2 separate regions of the Mus musculus genome follow, and region 1 is linked to region 2. A link is a contact called in public promoter capture Hi-C data. All regions are on one chromosome and are shown on one strand. Each heading gives the region's core, a stretch centred on a gene start, on an enhancer-like site or on the middle of the called end of the contact. The rest is flanking DNA. Distances are from core to core; before and after follow the strand shown.

Region 1 (3,529 bases), core at 370-2,869, 250 kb before region 2:
GTCAAGAACTGTAACTCCAGCCGGGCGTGGTAGCGCACGCCTTTGATCCTAGCACTCAGGAGGCAGAGGCAGGTAGATTTCTGAGTTCGAGGCCAGCCTGGTCTACAGAGTCAGTTCCAGGACAGCCAGAGCTATACAGAGAAACCCTGTGAACTGTAACTCCAGCTCCAGGAGATCTAACACGCTCTCTGGCCTCACACACATCAAGTAAACATGTAAGGAAATAATAAGGAAGCCTCAAGGCCAGAGCAGCCTCTTCTGCACCCAGGAGATCCACATCGAGAAGGTATACGAAGTAGGGAAGCAGTAACAGTGTTGGAGTTGGGGAGCCCGATCTCCCCAAGATCCTTCTGCCTCAGTCTCCTTAGCACTGAGGTGACAGGCATGAGCCACCACACACTGACTTAAAGGGGTGCAACACATGAAGCCCAGCACTCAAGAGGCAGAGGCCAGAGGATCTCTGTCAGCCTGATCTACATACAGTGAGTTCCAGATCAGCCAGAGCTACATAGTGAGACCCTGTCTCAGAAACCAACCAACCAACCAACCAACCACAAACAAACAACCCTAACAACAATAACAACAACAACAAATTCTGTTCTAGGACTCAAGAAATGGCTCAGGGGTGAAGAACACACCCATGGAACTCAGAACTGTCTGACACCTTCTTCTGGCCCCAGTTGGCACTAGATACGTATGTGCTACACATGAACATACAGAAATGTTCATAAAATAAAAACATCATTAAGAAGAGGAGAAAAGTGGAGGAGGTTTATCCCACCACCCAAGGCTTGGTCCAGGCTGCTAGGTCGCCTGGGGCACCATCTTTCTCTGTGTGGCATCCTCCAGTCGTAAGCATTTTAAGCAAGGTCTATGACATTTTGAGTTTGGGGAACCCAGGCAAAGTTCAAGTGGATTTTCTGTGCCAGGATGGCCACTGGTCTTTCTACTAGCCCAGGGAAGAGCCAGCAATAAGGGGAGCAGGGCCTCAACATTCCTTCTGAAACCCAGACTCTCAGACTGATACCCAGGAGCTCGCAGGCAAAAGGATAAGAGGGCTGTGGGACTTGGGAGGGGCGCAGAATCAGGCCCTCAGTGCGCTAGTGTGGCTGCCCCTGACTTCCCCCATTGACTGGTGATATGAAGCAGCTTGAGAGATCCAGGCTGTGATGATTGTTCTTTTGTAACACCCGCCCCCCCAACCCATTGACCCCGTGCTAAAACCAGAATCATATATTTACGAGGGTGACAAGCTGCACTGCCCCTGCCCCTTCCCCTACCGAGGTTGGGTAGGATTCACAAACCACCATTTCTGGCGGTCCCTTTCTGTTCCTTAGAACTTAGGCCAGGCTGAAAAATAGTGTGCATGAAGTTTTCACTTGAGCTGCTATGTGCATGTCTGCAGGGTAGGAACAAGAGTCCAACTCTTTCGTCACTGTCTGCCTCACAGTTCCGGGTCATTTCCTGGAAGGAGGAGGACCCTCCAAACTACAGGCAGCCTACACATGGTTTGAGAGCCTTTTCCTTACCCATGCTGCTGGCTGGCTGACACTCGGGTCCTGCAGGATTTGCCAGGAATGAGCAGAGGCTCAGCAGAGACCAGTGCTGGTATTAAGTGCAGACTGCACAGGTAAGGGGCAAAAGGAGGGAATTTATGCATCTAATTGGGGGAGAGGTGGAGCAAGGGGAGGGACCTGGCTGCCTTCCAGGGTAAACTATAAAGGGCAGCTAACCAGGAAGCTGTCAAGTGGCCTGGCTGTTCAAATTACAGGGTGTGTGTGTGCACACACGCACACTTGTGCACAGGTGTGCACATATGTACGTGTATATACACATGCAAAAAACATCTGAGCCATTAGTGGGTACTTTGGTCTGTATTAAGTTTGTGTGCCTGTGTAGCCTTCTCCTGTGGGTTCCTATCCATGTGCCTTTATGTTTGTGTATGCACAGGTGTGAATTTGTATGTGCTTCCGCCTGGACGTGTATATGCCTGTGTGTGCCCATGTGAGCAGGAACCGTGTGAGAGGAGTGTTTATATGTATGCATTCACATGTTCCTGTGACTTCAAATGCTCGTTTATGTGTCTGGCCATGCCCATGGACATTTCAGGGTACCCACGGTTGAGGACCTGTTTGTTCCCACTGCTGCATCGAAAGCCAGCTTTCTCTGATGATTGTCCTCTTCTTCTAGACATTCATGCTCCAAAAAACAGTTCTGATCACCCAGACCCCTCCCCCAGGCCTTTCCACAGCAGCTGCCCACAGAGCCAAGGCTGAGGGGTGAGCCTAGGTCCCACTTTCCCCAGAACCACTATGAGCCTTGAGCTTTGAAGTGGGAGAAAGCCTAGTGTTTGCTATTACTGCCAATTTCCCTCAGAAACCCCAGGAGGTGAAAGTGAACTAACTCCCCCTCACCACAGAGTCTGCTGCCCTGAGGGGCTGGATGCAGGGTCAGAGAGGAAATCAACAGATGCTACTGTCCCCAATTGGGTGGCGACAGAAAATGTTCAGGGGCACTCCTTGTCTTGGGGTGGGTCCTCTAGCTTGAAGAGTAAGTGTCTGCTCAGGTTGTTAAGCCTGTGGCTGTAATATACATCAGTAAATCATTGCTTGCTGAAGAACTCTTTCTTTTTTTCAGTAATTTATTTATTTTTATTCACTTTGCATCCGGATTGAAGCCCCCCTCCCCCTCCTCTCCACCCAGTCCTGCCCTTATAAATCCCTCCCCCTGTTACTCCCTCCCCTTCTCCGAGGAGAAGGGGAAGCCTCCCCACAACCTTGGGTCACCCCATCCTGGGACATCTAGTCCCAACAGGATTAGACATATCCTCTCTCACTGAGGCCCATTAACAGGGCTCCTCAAAGCTAGGCTGAGGCCTGATCCTGTTAACCCCGTGCAGGGCTGCCCTTCACCTAGGAAAGTGTGGGTTTGAAGGGCTCAGCAGGAGGACTATGTAACCCTCTCTCCCATGGAGCCCGGGCTGCCACTGTCCTCAGTGTGAGGTGCTTGCCCAGGGAAGGCTCCTGTCCACACACTTCAGGGAATCCAACTGTCGGTAGACACTACTTTCATCTTAGATAAAAGCTCTGAAGTGAGCACACCTTTAATCCCAGCACTCAGGAGGCAGAGGCAGGTGGATTTCTGATTTCGAGGCCAGCCTGGTCTACAGAGTGAGTTCCAGGACAGCCAGGGCTATACAGAGAAACCCTGTCTCGAAAAAAAAAAAGCTCTGAAGTGAGGCTCTCATTGAATAGGGAAATGGGTAACATGGGCTCAAGATAACCACCAGAAGAAATCACTCTAGGTACAGTTATGATAGAGAGAAGGGCTATGGTGGCAGGGTTGGAGCTCACGTGACACATTTTAAGCCACCTTTTACTTCTAAAGGAAGAAGCTAGCCCAGCCTGAGAGGAGTTTCTCTGGATTAACTCACCGCATAGAGTATCAGATGTAAATGTATTTTGTGGAAGGGAAGAAAGGAAGGTGTGTGTTGCAGGGTGTGTGTGTGTGTGTGTGTGTGTGTGTGTGC
Region 2 (3,219 bases), core at 356-2,855:
CCTTTGTCTGGATCTTCTCCAGTTTTCCTTCGCGTCTCAGCTGAAAGAGATGAAACTGAGTAGAAGCAATGCGCCACACTGAGTAATTACAGCCCAGCTGTGCTGGGAACTGGTGGGCTTCTGGGTTCTAGCTGTTACTTCATCTTTGAATTAAACAACAAAAGGAAGGACTTCCTAGCAGGTACCTTAAAGTTTTATTTTTCCAAACCCCTTGGTCCTTTGAGCTCACCGATTTCTCCTCTTCAAACAGCTTCCTATTTTCAGGAGAAGCATACACTGCCAGTCCCTGAGAAAGGAGCTTGTTACGACCCACAGATTTCTTCACTGAGACCAGATCACCCCGGACTCCAATTTCTGTCAATGAGAACGGGAATGGCAGATGAAATCTCTGCAGGCTATGGAAAAGATGATCATGGGATCAGCCACAGGTAAAGGCTGTGCCTTAGTGTACTCAGGCCTTGGGGTACATCTCCAGCATCACCAAAAGGGAGGGGCATAGAAAAGAGACAGCCCTTACTTTCTCACAGTTTTTATTCTTCCTTACAAACACCACCACCACCACCACCGTCAATTTACTAGGGCAGGTTATAAGGTCCAGTCGTTAAAGTGCCAGCTGCATAGAGGATCTGAGTTTGGATATTGTCCATAACCTTAGCACTGAGGGGAGGTAATACCTACATCCCTGGGGGCTCAACTCATGCCCTGTATCAAATAAGGTGGACCTTTGGCGCCCCCCTTCTTTCTCTTTCTCTCTCTCTCTCTCTCTCTCTCTCTCTCTCTCTCTCTCACACACACACACACACACACACACACACACACACACACACACCATGCATTTATTAGGAACTACACTTGTCACACGTCTAGCTTAAAAACTGGTGCAGACTGAGCTGTTCAATCAAAGAATGTCACTGTTTGTGCTGCGAACTGTTAGGCTTCTCTTTACACAGTTAACAATATTGCACACACGTTTTAATTTTCCGTGACTTTTTTTTTCTCACCAGAACCACAAAGTAGTAAAAACAAAGCAACAAAAGAGAGGCAGGAAGCGGTTAACGTCAAACAAGAGCAGGGGACAGAGGACAGGGACAGGGGAAGGGGTCAGTACCTGGGCCCAAGCCTTACCGTCCACAGACTGCGTGAGGATGAGCTCCAAGTTGTCTTTGGGCCGGTGTTTCGTGTCCTCCACCAACTTATACACGCGGTGACGCCGGTGCAGGTGCGGCTTTCGGCCCTCCCCGGCGAGCGGCACCTTCCACCAGCGCTCCACGATGACCGTGCTCTGGTGGTCAGGGAGGCTGGGGTGAGCGAGTGTCCGCAGAGAACAACCCGCCACCCCGCCGGCGTCCCCAGGAAAGTCTGCCCCCCAGCCCCGCAGTCTGAGTCTGGCACGAACGACACTCCTGTCCCCCACCGTGTAGGACCCAAGCCCCAGCCGGCCCTCACCTGATAATGAGAGAGACTGAAGTCACGCCCCGGGGTACTCCCTTCAATTCGCGGCCGGAATAGCTCCCGGATGCCTCCTTGACGCAGCCAAGCAGCACCTGCCCACCACAGAGTCCTAACCCCGGGAGCCACAGAGGCCGCCATGACAGCGGAGCGGACAGGCGGAAGAAGGACCCCGCGCATGCGCAGCTGCGCCTCTGGGCTGCCCGCGGCGCGCCTGAGTGGTATAGATATAGGCTGCGCTGAGACCTGGGCATGGGGAGTGGGAGAGTTGCCGCAACCCCGCCTTGCACGCCGACGATAGGACAGCGGAGAGAACTGCTTTTTTTTTTTTTTGTCACCACTTTCCACAGAGCTTTGCGTGGACCGACAGTGGAAAACGTACTTTTTTTTTTTTTTTTTTTTTTTTTTGGCTTCACTTTTAAAAAAAGAGGCGGAGGGGGCTTGGCGCACCCTGTAATCTTCCTGCAGGACAAGTTCAAGCTAATCTGGTTTACATCTCAAGCTCTAGGCCAGCCAGGGCTACATAGCGAGACCAATAATAATAATTAACTGGTGAGGAGGAGGATTTTTATCCATAAAAACCAATGATAACAATATAAGTGGTTTGGTTTAGTTCTAGGTACTGGGATCACTTCTAATTTTGACATGCTATAATTTCTGAACACTAAAATATGGATGTCACTCTCAATTTTCCCTTGAATCTTTCTAAAAGTAGTCGAAGGATGGGATCCTCTAAAAACTCTGCAACTTTCCATGATATTGTTACTATTGTATTTAAGCTAATATTTAAAGAGTTGCAGGAGACAAACTGTAGAGAAAAAGAAACTACTGTTAGGCACAAGCAGGTCCTTCTGTGGAGTCTTTGTGCTTAATAGATGGTTATAAAATGAGGGTCTATAAAGGAGTGTGGAAAGATGTGCTACACTCCATTTTATGTGCACTTACATAGACTGACCTACACGCATTTCCTTGGTATTCAGGACAAGTCTTCAACAGTCTTTTAATTGTTTGCACCCAGCACTCAGTATGTGGAATTTCATTCTTTTTAGTATCCAGTGTCTTGATGCTCTCAGTTCACCTTATGGCTAACCGCTATTTATATGCCAGTGATGTCCAAATTCTTATCCTAGGCTCCCACAAACTTCACATTGGAATACCCAACTTCTTATTCATCATCATCTTATATGTCTAACAGACATTTAAAACGTAATGTATGCCCCATTCTTTATAAACTGCCCTACCTGCAGGTGTTCCTGTTACAGCTGATGAGAATTCCATTTTGTTGTTTTGTTTTCCTCCATTCTTTGAAACATCTTATTATTTTAAAATTTTTACACGTTTGTATATTTGAGATTATATAATTTTACCCTTTTTCTCCTTCTAACCCCTCTCCTCCTCTCTCAGATTCATGGACTCTTTCCCCTTGTTATTTATATTTGTGTTTATACATTCTTAAATATATAAATATAATCTGCTCAGTCTGTACATTCTTACTTGTACGTATGTATGTTTTCAGGGCTGATCATTTCGTATTGGGTAACCAACTGGTGTGCTCTTCCCTGGGGAAGATTATTTCTCCTGTTCTCAGCATTCTTTTCTTGCCTGTAGCTCTTTGTCTAGGGTTGAGGCCTTGTGAGCTTTTTCCTTTCTCATTAGTATATTAGTATATTAGTGTCCTCCTTGTTCAGGTCTTGTTTAGGTAGCAATGTTGGTAAGAATTCACAGATGTAGCGCCCCTGACATTTTTAGGAGACACAATCTCATAGCAAA

Evidence for each region. Capture Hi-C pulls out chosen DNA fragments and counts their contacts.
Region 1: a promoter capture Hi-C map of liver shows a contact between it and region 2. The contact joins the promoter of Selenbp2 here to the promoter of Mrpl9 in region 2. A contact is called at or near these places in 3 of 39 promoter capture datasets (cranial neural crest, embryonic stem cells and frontonasal cranial neural crest), 1 of 15 datasets of contacts at CTCF or cohesin (the NIH/3T3 cell line) and 3 of 9 other capture datasets (liver, macrophages and pancreatic islet).

The regions. Positions count from the first base shown.
Region 1 is chr3:94,691,663-94,695,191 of GRCm38.p6, reverse strand. Selenbp2 (selenium binding protein 2) reads right to left here and starts at 1,619. Exons shown (of 12, transcript NM_019414.2): 1 at 1,530-1,619. The coding sequence starts at 1,533.
Region 2 is chr3:94,441,722-94,444,940 of GRCm38.p6, reverse strand. It overlaps Mrpl9 (mitochondrial ribosomal protein L9), which reads right to left and starts at 1,605. Exons shown (of 7, transcript NM_030116.2): 1 at 1,447-1,605; 2 at 1,126-1,282; 3 at 230-354; 4 at 1-40. The coding sequence starts at 1,590.